Regions from separate parts of the Rattus norvegicus genome. Here region 2 is linked to region 1. A link is a contact called in public Hi-C data. All regions are on one chromosome and are shown on one strand. The core of a region is the stretch at or near the end of the contact, and the rest is flanking DNA. Distances in the headings are between cores, read along the strand shown. Region 1 has its middle 16 kb from the start of Arap3. Region 2 overlaps Pcdh12 (protocadherin 12).

What was found. A called contact is a pair of places that touch in the nucleus more often than the background predicts.
Region 2: a contact with region 1 is called in a Hi-C map of the A7r5 cell line, with 4 times the contacts expected there. The contact joins two enhancer-like sites. A contact is called at or near these places in 12 of 12 Hi-C or Micro-C datasets (the A7r5 cell line, the Rat2 cell line, Schwann cells and 7 more) and 1 of 1 datasets of contacts at active chromatin or transcription factors (oligodendrocytes).

Annotation. Positions count from the first base shown.
Region 1 is chr18:30,098,278-30,103,643 of GRCr8, forward strand. No RefSeq gene overlaps it. Among named protein-coding and RNA genes, the nearest start is that of Arap3, 16 kb to the left of the region's middle. Within about 2 kb of position 3,209, at least 59 of the 93 cell types and tissues checked have an H3K27ac peak or open chromatin away from gene starts, as enhancers often do. A contact at or near this core is called in the A7r5 cell line and liver, where this site is marked.
Region 2 is chr18:30,360,208-30,365,573 of GRCr8, forward strand. It overlaps Pcdh12 (protocadherin 12), which reads right to left. Exons shown (of 4, transcript NM_053944.1): 2 at 3,823-3,920; 3 at 1,069-1,220. Among named protein-coding and RNA genes, the nearest start is that of Pcdh12, 7.6 kb to the right of the region's middle. Within about 2 kb of position 2,749, at least 11 of the 93 cell types and tissues checked have an H3K27ac peak or open chromatin away from gene starts, as enhancers often do. A contact at or near this core is called in the A7r5 cell line and liver, where this site is marked.

The DNA.
Region 1 (5,366 bases), core at 1,959-4,458:
ACTTCCAAGAAAAAATGACTTCCCCTCCCTAGCAGTTGCCAATAGTTCCCAGCTAAGGGCAAGGTGTCACATCCTTCCCCTAAGGGCCTACAATCTCTGTATAGAAAGGATCAAGTGCTGTTTAGAATATATCAGAAGCGCCTCAGAGCCCAGCCATACATGTATCATGTTCCTGCCATCCTCTTCCCTGAGTGACCCAAGGCCTGCCCTCCTATTCCCCTTTGCTGGCTGCTTCTTGGTCATGAGGATACATTGGAGTTAGGATGATGAGCTTGTTACTAACCACCTCACTACCTCACACCAAATAATGAACCTAAGTCCTAAAGTATCCTGAAACTATAAAAGTCTTACATGGCCTCATCTTGAACCTTCTGTCTATCTGTCTGTCTGTTTTGCTTTTTTGAGCAAAGGTTTCACTATGTAGCCCTGGCTGGCCTTGAACTCAGAGAGATCCACATGCCTCTTGAGTGCTGGGATAAAAGGCATGTGCCACATATCTTCTTTGATAGGAGCACCATAGACAAACAAGATGAGTCCAAAGCTGGAGAAAGCACTGGCTTTTATTAAGGACAAATCATTTTCCTCTCCAGGGTTAAAGAGAGGCTTCAGTGCAGCCAACCTTCCCCCTGAGGCCTGAGTGGCACTGGTGTTAGCTAAAGGCAAGCAGAGTCAAGGAAGTGAAACTCAGCCTGGGGGAAGGTGGCTGAGCACCGTACTTGTACAGCTCCAGTCCCTAGCACCTGGACCTCTCTCTGAGTGGCAGAGATGCTCACTCTGCATTACATCATTCTGCCTCTTTGTCGGGAAGCTTCTGGCCGCAGGTGCTGCAAAGGGGTTTACTTGAGACCCAGAGCTTTGCACATTCAGTGCACACCCCCAAGTTTCCATCTCTGTCACTGACTCTTGGCCTTAAGAATCAGCCTCTTGCCAGGTGGTGGTGGCACACATCTTTAGTCTGAACATTTGAGGAAAGCAGACAGATCTCAGAGTTCAAGGTCAGCCTGTTCTACAGAGGGAGTTCCAGGACAGCAAAGTCTACATAGAGAGACCCTATCTCAAAAAAACAAACAAACAAACAACAACAACAACAACAACAACAACAACAACAAGGGAATCAGGTTCCAATCCAACCAAACACTCCATCCTTTATTTCCTAGGAGTCAAGGAATAGCCACACTTCTTCCACTTTTGTGGAGAAAAAGCTGCTGCCTGGGACCACTGCTCTGTGCTTCCACCTCCCTCAGCCACTGTCCTTCCCACTGCCCAGCAGTGGCAGCAGTCGCCTTCCAACCCACCAGCAAAGCATACACTCAACCTCTGGAGTCAGGCCGGTGTTTCTTCCTTAACTATCAAGTGGCCACAGGGACTCTAAGAAGGCTCCTTGGTATCTGCTCCCGTTCAAAGGTTTTTACTTCTTTTTACTTCTGACTCGTTGGGAATTGACCCCTCACCTATAGCCCCTGACCTCCTTTCACACTCTAGCCAGTTCTCTCCAGATAGGAGCAGGTTAGAGTACTGTGTTCCCAAGGCCTTGATACCCCCTCCCCCCGTACTCATAAACAAATGGTCACCAGTCTTGCTGATGAAATACCCCTCGAGTGTGGCCATTGTGCTGAAAGCTGGGCCAGCACCAGGGTGGAGAAAGAGGGGGGCATAAGAGGCAGGAGTACAGATTTCCAGGAAGTCTCAAGGTTATGCAGTTCTCAAGCCTTAAATGTTATTCCCCGGGCCGTTCCAATAAGCGTGTCACCTGTACCATATCCGTTCATTCTCACAAGCAAATATTATCACCCCCTCCCCCACTGTATAAGGAAACCGAATGAGGTCAATTTTCCAAGGTCACTCTGTTGAGATTGACATAGCTATGTTTTTCTCACTTTCCACAATTAAGCTGTATGAGTCTCGTGATCCTCTAGACTATTTCAAATTCCCAGGGCCTCTTTGACCGGGTTCCACTGTATATACCTGTAGAAACAGGCAAAAAGGCAGGCATTTCTTGGAGATAGCTGCAGGAAGGGGCTGTGACCAAGAAGGCGCATTTCCGTGCATGTCCACGAGATGGTGCTGTTATACCGAGCCACTGACCTCCGCCGGCCAGTGGGCGCCTCCTCCCCTCTCCCCCGAGGCTGAGGCGTTGTGCAAAGCCCTACCCGCTACCACTAGCGAAGGTCCCCAGCCTTCCTCCACTCTTCCAGATTTCTGCATTCCCCGCGCACGCCCTTTCCTGCTGTGCCCAGTAGTTAGATATCGACTAGGGGTGATGAGGCTTCCTTGAGGGCACTTGGGAGAGCCTCCATCTTTCCTGTTGAAACTGTCTTGACAGTACCCTGTGCCTCCCAGAACCTCAGCGCTCTGCCTGTTCCCTCGTTTCCTTCTTGAATTCCCAAGGCCCTCCCTGTCACTCCCACCCTCTCCGTTTTCTGCCAGTCTTCAGAGGCAGGGACCATTAAGACCGATTCCACAGATTTGGTGATGCAAATGTATGCAAATACATGCAAATCGCCATGTAAAGGAGGCTTGCCACTGTGGTTCTAAGTGGCTGTCACAGCTTCTCTGACACCTGTTCTGAGACAGCTGCCCTGCCCCCTCCTGCTCATGTGTCTATCTGCCTTTTGCCCGTCCCCACCCGCGCGCGCGCGCACACACACACACACACACACACACACACACACACACACACACGACTCTGGTTTCTGGTCTTTCTCCAGGGACCTACGCTGACTTCTGGTCACCAAGGAGTCCTTTGGCCTCTCCAAACACCTTAGAGGATATAAGGAGGGAAGGACCACGATACTGTACACCGACTGGCAGCTGTTAAATTCACCATTTCCTGGCTGAGTGACCTTGAAAAAGAAGTTTAATTTCCCTGTGCCTCAGTTTCATCATCAGTACAATGGGATTAATGATGGCACTCTGCAGTCTGGAGTTTCATGCTATTATAAGTATGCCAATGCTCAACACACTGCCTTAAAACACAGGAAGCATGAAACTGTTAATATTTCGATTCTTGCTGGCCTTGTGGGTCATTGCACGGTCAGGACTTGGAGAAAGATTTACAGACGGACACAGCTCGGGCATGTGCATGAGTGGGTTCCTGTCTGTGCGTGCACACATGAGCATACAGACAGCTGACAGCTTCACACACTGACAGGCGCACGCGCGGGTACACACATTCAGAAACACACACAGGAGGAGGCTGTGGGAGGTGGAATCTGAGTCATCGAGACCAGAGCTGTGGGTGGTGCTTTTGTCCTGATTTCCGGGGCTCGGTGCTCCATTTCGAAATGGAGGAAATGTTTGGAAGATGGCAGAGCTATCTCAACAGTAAAGAACCCTTTCCTTCATGACTTTTTCCCCAGGCTCACTGTTCTTCTGTTCCAACCCAGCTCAGTGTCATCCGGGCTCTTCCCACTGCCCCTGCCTCACTCCACTGGGTCCCAGTAGGAAGGACAGGACAGCTCATGGGGGTGACGTCAGAGCAGGTGGGCCTGCCCCAGCTCCTCCCTGGAGAAGGAGCTGGATGGTCCTGTTGGGGAGGGCGTGTAGAAGCACATGGCATAGTGGCTAAGGTAATCCTCCTGCATTAAGGGAGGAGCTGATCCAGGTTTAAGTCCTGCCTCTGCCTCTGTGGCTGCAGTAGAAGGAAGCTAGTCATACCTAAGTCACTGGGGCTCCTGTGACTTTCCAATGACATCATGGACATGGACATATGTTTTCTTCAGTGTGATGCACTTAGCACGGAATGACACTGAGGGACAGAGTACATTGTGTAGCTCTGTCCTGGCAGTCAGTTTCCTCCCTTTCCACCAAGCTGCCCCGGTCCTACACCATGAAGCCTGGGGAAGAGAGAAGGTGCTCAGGGCCCCTCAGGGACCATCCCATAGCTGGGTGTGGCAGGGCTGACAACAGGCCCTGCATTGTCCAGCTCTTCTCTCTGACTGGAAGATGACTGAGTCGAAACCTTATCAAAAGAGAAAGAAGGACTCTACTGCTTGCCATGTACCTACTGTGTGCTAGGGGCTATGCCAGGAGCTGTCCACATGAGCTCCATGTTCTCCCAAAGCTTGGGATGTAATAGATCCCAGCATCCTTTGTCTACAAGAGGACAAGAAACAGAACTGCTAGCCCAGACACAGTCTGTACTTAGAAATAGTAGGGGTCTGAGCAGCCCCATTCCCTGTCTTCTCTTTCTACTACCCTCATTGGCTTTGACAAGTCTGGGTGGGACCTGGGAACACAGTACCAGGACACCTTTAGCTTCTCCTGAAGGTGTCCAGTTCTGTGAGGCCTTAGTTAGGACAGGGTCTGATTGTCAGGTCAGTCTCTTGTGAGCCTGAGGACAACAGTAGAGCTGATATGAGCTAGTTAATCCGTGGAAAATATCCCCAGATGTATGCACTTGGCTTCCAGCCCAGGGACAGTGACATCAGGGAAGGGTCTCAGGTGCAAGGGACACAGGTGCATGGAGGCGGGGGTGGAGTAGGGGCAGCCTAGACACCTGCTGAAGGCTCAAGCCAGTGCCGGTAAGTGGGTGGGCAGGGAGGGGGTAAGCAGCAGATGGACAGGGCTGGGTGGGGGGCAGGGATGCTGAATCAACTCTGCAGCCCAAGGTGACTGGGAACCTGCATGGAAGCACTGAGTGTGAAGGAGAAGCAAGGGGAAAAGAGAGCCACAGGGAGGGAACACCGAGGCAGCCAAGGCCAAAGACAGGGGCTGTGGTCGACAGAACACGGTGTGAGATGCTAGGGTCAAAGAGCATGGGCTCTTATCTTAACTTCACTACTTCCGTGCTATGTGGCTAAAGACGAAAGCTGTCCTTTAGTTCCCTCAGTTGTGAAGAGAGAACAGTCAGTGTCTAACCCCTGAGCCTCTGCTCCTCCCCCAAGGAACTTAAACTTTATCTAGGCAACCAGCCACAGGACTTCAATCACTGCTGAGGCCAGGAAGGGCCTCCACGGTAGGTCCCAGGGGCCAGTTTCTACTCCAGCCAGCACTCTCTCTTTCTCTCTCTCTCTCTCTCTCTCTCTCTCTCTCTCTCTCTCTCTCTCTCAGTTGTGTGTGTGTGTATGTGTGTGTGTGTGTGTGTGTGTGTGTGTGTGTGTGTGTGTGTTTGTATATTTCTCCCTAAGCTGTGGTTACCTTTTTCTCTGGACCAGGTCTGTGGCCCTGTCTTGTTTATTGGCTAAGCACTTAGCACACGGTAGGTGCTTCTAGAATGTTCACTGAAAAGATGGCTAGTGTGTCAAGTACCAGTGTGGCTGGTACATTGCTGACTAATCGCCTCATGGCTGATTTCTGGTTGGCAGATATTTCTAGAGAAAGAAGGTCCAGGCTCTACCCTTGGGACCTCCCAGAGCAGTGGGTGG
Region 2 (5,366 bases), core at 1,499-3,998, 260 kb after region 1:
GCATCAGATCCAATTACGGAATTACAGATGGTTGTGAGCCACCATGTGGTTGCTGGGAATTGAACTCAGGACCTCTGGAAGAGCAGCTAACGCTCTGAACCACTGAACCATCTCTCTAGCCCCCTATTCATTATTCTTAACAATGATTTTTAAAAAATAGAACCTGGGGGCGAGATGGCTTATTGGTTAAGAGTACCAGCTGCTTTTCCAGAGGACCTGGAATTTTCAATTCCTAGCACCCACATGGCTGCTTACAACTGTCTGTAAATCCAGTTCCAGGGGATTCAGTACCCTCATACATACAAATGTGCAGGCATAAACACCAGTGCACATAAAATAAAAATAAATACATGAAAAAGGTAAAATCCGGGGTTGGGGATTTAGCTCAGTGGTAGAGCGCTTGCCTAGCAAGCACAAGGCCCTGGGTTCGGTCCCCAGTTCTGAAAAAAAGAAAAAAGAAAAAAAAAAAAGGTAAAAACCATGGTCATCAAACAAAGGAAAGCTGGGTATGTGGCTCATGCCTGTGATTCCAGTGCTTCCCACTGGGAAATCGAGGCAGGAGGATTTCGAAGAAGAATTCAAGGTCAGCCTGGGCTACATATTGACAGAGCAAAACCCTGTCTTAAATAACTAAACCTGGTTGGGGATTTAGCTCAGCGGTAGAGCACTTGCCTAGCAAGCGCAAGGGCCTGGGTTCAATCCCCAGCTCTGAAAAAAAAAAAAGAAAAGAAAACAAAAAAAAACAAAACAAAACAAAAAAAAAAAAAAAAAACACGGTTGGGGATTTAGCTCAGTGGTAGAGCGCTTGCCTAGCAAGCGTAAGGCCCTGGGTTCGGTCCCCAGCTCAAAAAAAAAAAAAAAAAAAAACCAAAAAACCAAAAAACTAAACCTACCACCATATAACTAAATAAGCAAACGTATAAATAACCACTTTCCGAGACTGCAGGGCAAATAAGATGCTGGCCACGCCCCTCTCGACAGTGGACTGGAGCAGAACTCTGCAGCCTGGGTGCATGGGAGGATGATGGGCACAGAGACAGCCCCAGGGTGACCCCGGGGCATCCCTACCTGTATTAGGATCCAACAGGCTGGACAACTCTTCTTCTAGAAGTCGCTTTACAGAAAGATCCTCCTCTGGGCTTGGGGGCCCTTCTTCCAAGTCAGGTTCTGATAGGCCACCAGGCCTGATGCCTAAGCCATCTGTGTCTGGGATGGTAGCTCTGTGAAGAAAGCCAGCAGGGTTTCAAGTGAGGAATTCCCAGGTAACTGTCTGTTCAGACAGCATGTGTCATCTATACAAGGACCTGGTACATGGCCTGGCTTACAGAGTCAGGGTGAACTGGGTCTTCCACTCCTGAAGATTGTTTCCTCTAGAAGGAAATGGGAGTAATACCTAGTAACTTCTCTGGGCCGTTGTAAAATGAGACTATTAGTAAGGTGCCCTGCAACAGTGTAACGGGTAGGCACACAGAAGAGAAATGACGCCATTGGGAGTGTTGCTCACTACTGCCCCCTCACGCCTCTGAAGAGTATAGCACAGGGCAACATTTAGTAAACTTCAGTCAACTTGGTCATCTACCCTGCACCAACCAGGCAAAGCTTTTTTTTTTTTTTTTTTTTTTTTTTTTTTTTTTTGCCTTTCTTATTCCTCACTCTCTTGTCAAGTACTCAGAGCATGGCCTGGCACACATAGGGTGCTTGACAAACATAGTCAAGGAAGAAGTAGTTTTCTCCCTACCAAAGTCACATCTCAGAGAAAAGGAGCAGGGGTTTGTGTGTGTGTGTGTGTGTGTGTGTGTGTGTGTGTGTGTGTATGTGTGTGTGTGTCTGTCTGTCTGTCTGTCTGTCAGTGTGTCTGTCTGTCTTTCTCTCTGTTTGTGTCTGTCTTTCTCTGTTTGTGTCTGTCTCTTTCTCTGTGTGTCTGTCTGTGTGTGTGTTTGTGTGTCTATGTCTCTCTTTCTGAGTGTGTGTCTGTCTCTGTGTGTGTCCATGTATCTATCTGTCTGTCACTCTCTCTCTCTTTCTGTGCTCTCTCTCCCTCTGTGTGTGTGTCTGTCTGTCTGTCTGTCTCTGTGTGTCTGTCTCTGTGTGTGTCCCTCCCTCTCTCTCTCTCTCTTTCTCTCTGTGTCTGTGTGTGTGTCTGACTCTTTCTCTCTCTCTCCCTCTCTCTCTCTCTCTCCCCCTCTGTGTGTGTGTGTGTTTGTATTGTGTGTGTGTTGCATCATATCTACATCAGCACCCCAGCTTCCTGCCTAAACATGGGATCCCTATGTTTCATTGATCCTCAGGGCCTCTGACAGTCCCTCAAGAGGAAGCTCATTTCTACAGGTGAAAAGCCTCCCCAGAGTCCCTAAGACCCAAGAGTCCTGTCTGCTGTCTGTTGTCCTCATTTCTGATTGTGCCCCTTGCTGCTGCCCTTAAGAGATCAGCTGGGGGTAGCAAGCTGGGGGTAATAATGCTGATTACCCTAAGCCAGGTGCGCTCCCAAAAGGTGCGGCGCTCGCTCACTGGACACTTTTAAGCCTATATGGAAGAGTCATTCCCGTTTTACCAGTGAGACAATTTCTGCAGCTTGCCTATCCTCCTGCTCCCACTTGTTGACTAAGTAATTAAGCAAGAATTCAAATCCAGACTCATGACTCTGGAATGCATGTACTATTAAGGCTCTGGAAAGCACACCAAAAAAGTGAAGGCCTTTAAAGCTGCCCTTCTGACCTCCTATCCCAGAGCTCCTGCTCCCCACCCCACCCCCCCAGCAAGTAGATATCGATCTAGAATTCCTTTCCCAAAGTAGGTCATAGAAACTAGAACTCTATCCAAAGCCAACCCTAAAACCTAAAAACAGGACTTGAATTTCCCCCTTACTTTCTGAGAGTTGGCAATAAAGAAATTCTCTGAGCTGCCTAGCTCAATTGCAGGTTATAAGTCCCTCGTTCCAGAAAAAAAACTCCTTGCCCATACCTGGGAGCAAGAAATGCTTGGTGGAACAGTACAGAAGCTATACAGATAGATAGACCTTGCTGGGGCTCCCCCGTCCTGGTCTTAATTTCCATTCGCTCAGACCCCTTTTACCCAATTATATTTTCTTAGGGATCCCTGCAATGCTGAACCCAAATTTAAAAACGGGTCTTTGGCTTTTCAATCTAAAGGTTTCTAAATTATGATTTGAAAAAAAATGTAACAGGGCCAGTGAGACAGATGCCTTAGTGGCTAAGGGTACTTGTCACCAAACCCAATGACCTGAGTTCAATCTTTAGCACCTAAGTACTGGAAAGAGAAAACAGACACCTACATGTGGTCCTCTATCCACATACACTCATATGCAAAATAAATGTAAAATCATTTTTAAAACGTTTTTATGGCTTTTCTCTTGTTCACTGGTGTATCACCAGTCTATTTCCACAGGCTCAAAAGTTGGGCCCGCAGAAAGAAAATCCATTTCTCCATTGACATCCTCTTGAGGTCTCTTCAATTCCAGGACTGCCCTGAGGGCCACACCCTCACATCTACACCCTGACATAGTAGAGCCAAGAGAAAGAAAGGAGAAAGTTACAGATTTCAAACCAATCAAGTAATCAGGAGACAGATAGTCAGAGGTAAGAGATGAAGTAATTTCCTTAGCGACACTGGGGCCTGTAAATATCATAAATACAGTGGCCCCAGGACGGAGCTTCCAGAGTGGGGGATGGGTGCTGTCTGCCGCAAACACTCCCTGGACTGGGTTCCTAGGGTGTGCTCACCCTTCCACAGATCACCAAGGCATAGGGAGGGTGGCTTAGGGACCCCCAGGGGACTGTGTTGTGGGTGCTACGTGCTGCTTACCTGCTGCTGCCGGGCTTGGCCGAGTATTTATTTCCTCGGTGGTTTGGTTTGGGCTGGAATTGGCCCTGATGCAGCAAGGACAGCAGCTGGGAGATTTGCTACAAGACAGGAAAAATCTGTTGACTCCACACAATTCCGACCCTGCACGCTTCCTCGCCGGATGTTTCCCTCAATGCTGGTGCTTTCTTTTTATAGTTTTTCCTCTGGCTTCAGATGCTTCTGTGATCAGATAGGGGGTTGGGGGGTGGGGGTGGACCTGTATGACTGAGTAAGGGACCTGGGGGGAGGGAGCTTCCTGGCTTTGTCTGTCACTGCAAACCCTGGGCAGCTGAAGCAGATAGATATAGAGTGGAGACCATCCCCACAAGCTCATTCCCGGGAGTGGCTGGTGGACTTTGAGGGTCAGAGTGAAAAAGGTATTTCCTGATCTTATGGTTGTTACTTTGATAAGGATTATCTTTGAACTGTACTCACACATTCTGGCCAATTCGTGTGGGCAATATGGACAACTGCATTGTATAGAGAAGAAATGGTGTCATTTAACCAATTCACTTATTCACCCTGTCAATCAATGGTCATGTATTTAAAAGCATTTGTGCCAGGCATAGTGTTTCCGTGGGACTTATAAAAACAAGAAAGGGATACCCCCCTTTTGTCTCTGGAAGTTCATGGTTTACAAGGAAGGGGGCATGGGGAGGAGAGGGGTGACTGACTATATTTGAGTGTTGGGAAGGGGTGGGCTTTGCAGGAGCAGAGGTCTCAGGCCTATTTTGGAGCAGGAAGCAAGTAGGAAGGTACTGCCGAAGAAAGCTATTCGTTTGCTTTCTGTCCTTTGAGACAGGATCTTACTGTGCTGTGCAGGCTAGCCTTGAACTCTTGCTTTAGCCTGCTGAAAGGGTGGAACTACAGGCATGTGCCACCAAACTTGGCTTTCGGGCAATTTGACAAATGTGTTTGTGAATTCTGGCTGTGTGCCACGAACTCCTGCAGAGCCCTAAGGCTCCACAGGAATTCCGCCAGAGACTAGGGGGTCTAGACAGTAGCAGAAGACGGCTTCTGTTAAGGGTCAGAAAAATGGAAGTTTCAGAAGGTGAAAGAAGTGGGGAACTGTCTAGATGTCAGGCCTATACCCTGAGGTCCTGGAGAGAGCAGAAGCAGACCTTGTCTTGGCAGACTGCATTCTCCTGTGGTCACTAGCTTGGAAATGTTCAGGCAGATTTTTGACATCTACTGAGATCTACCAGCTGAGTGGTCTCTCATCTCTGAAGTGGGTTTGCATCTCCACAGCATTGTCAGTGTTAATTAGATATGTTGATACTAAAAATCTCCTGCAGACTCAGGGATATAACCCCTAAAAATGTTGCTTCTCTGTGGCCGGGATGGGGAGAGTTAGGGTCCTATAACCTGCCTCAGGTAGATCCTGCCTCTCCCACCAGGCCCAGAAGCCCTTAAAAGGAAGACACCTGCTACCTCTTACCCAGGTAAAGCTAACCTGAAGGGCCACACCCAGCGCTGCATGCGGGCATTCTGAGTCACTTCACAGC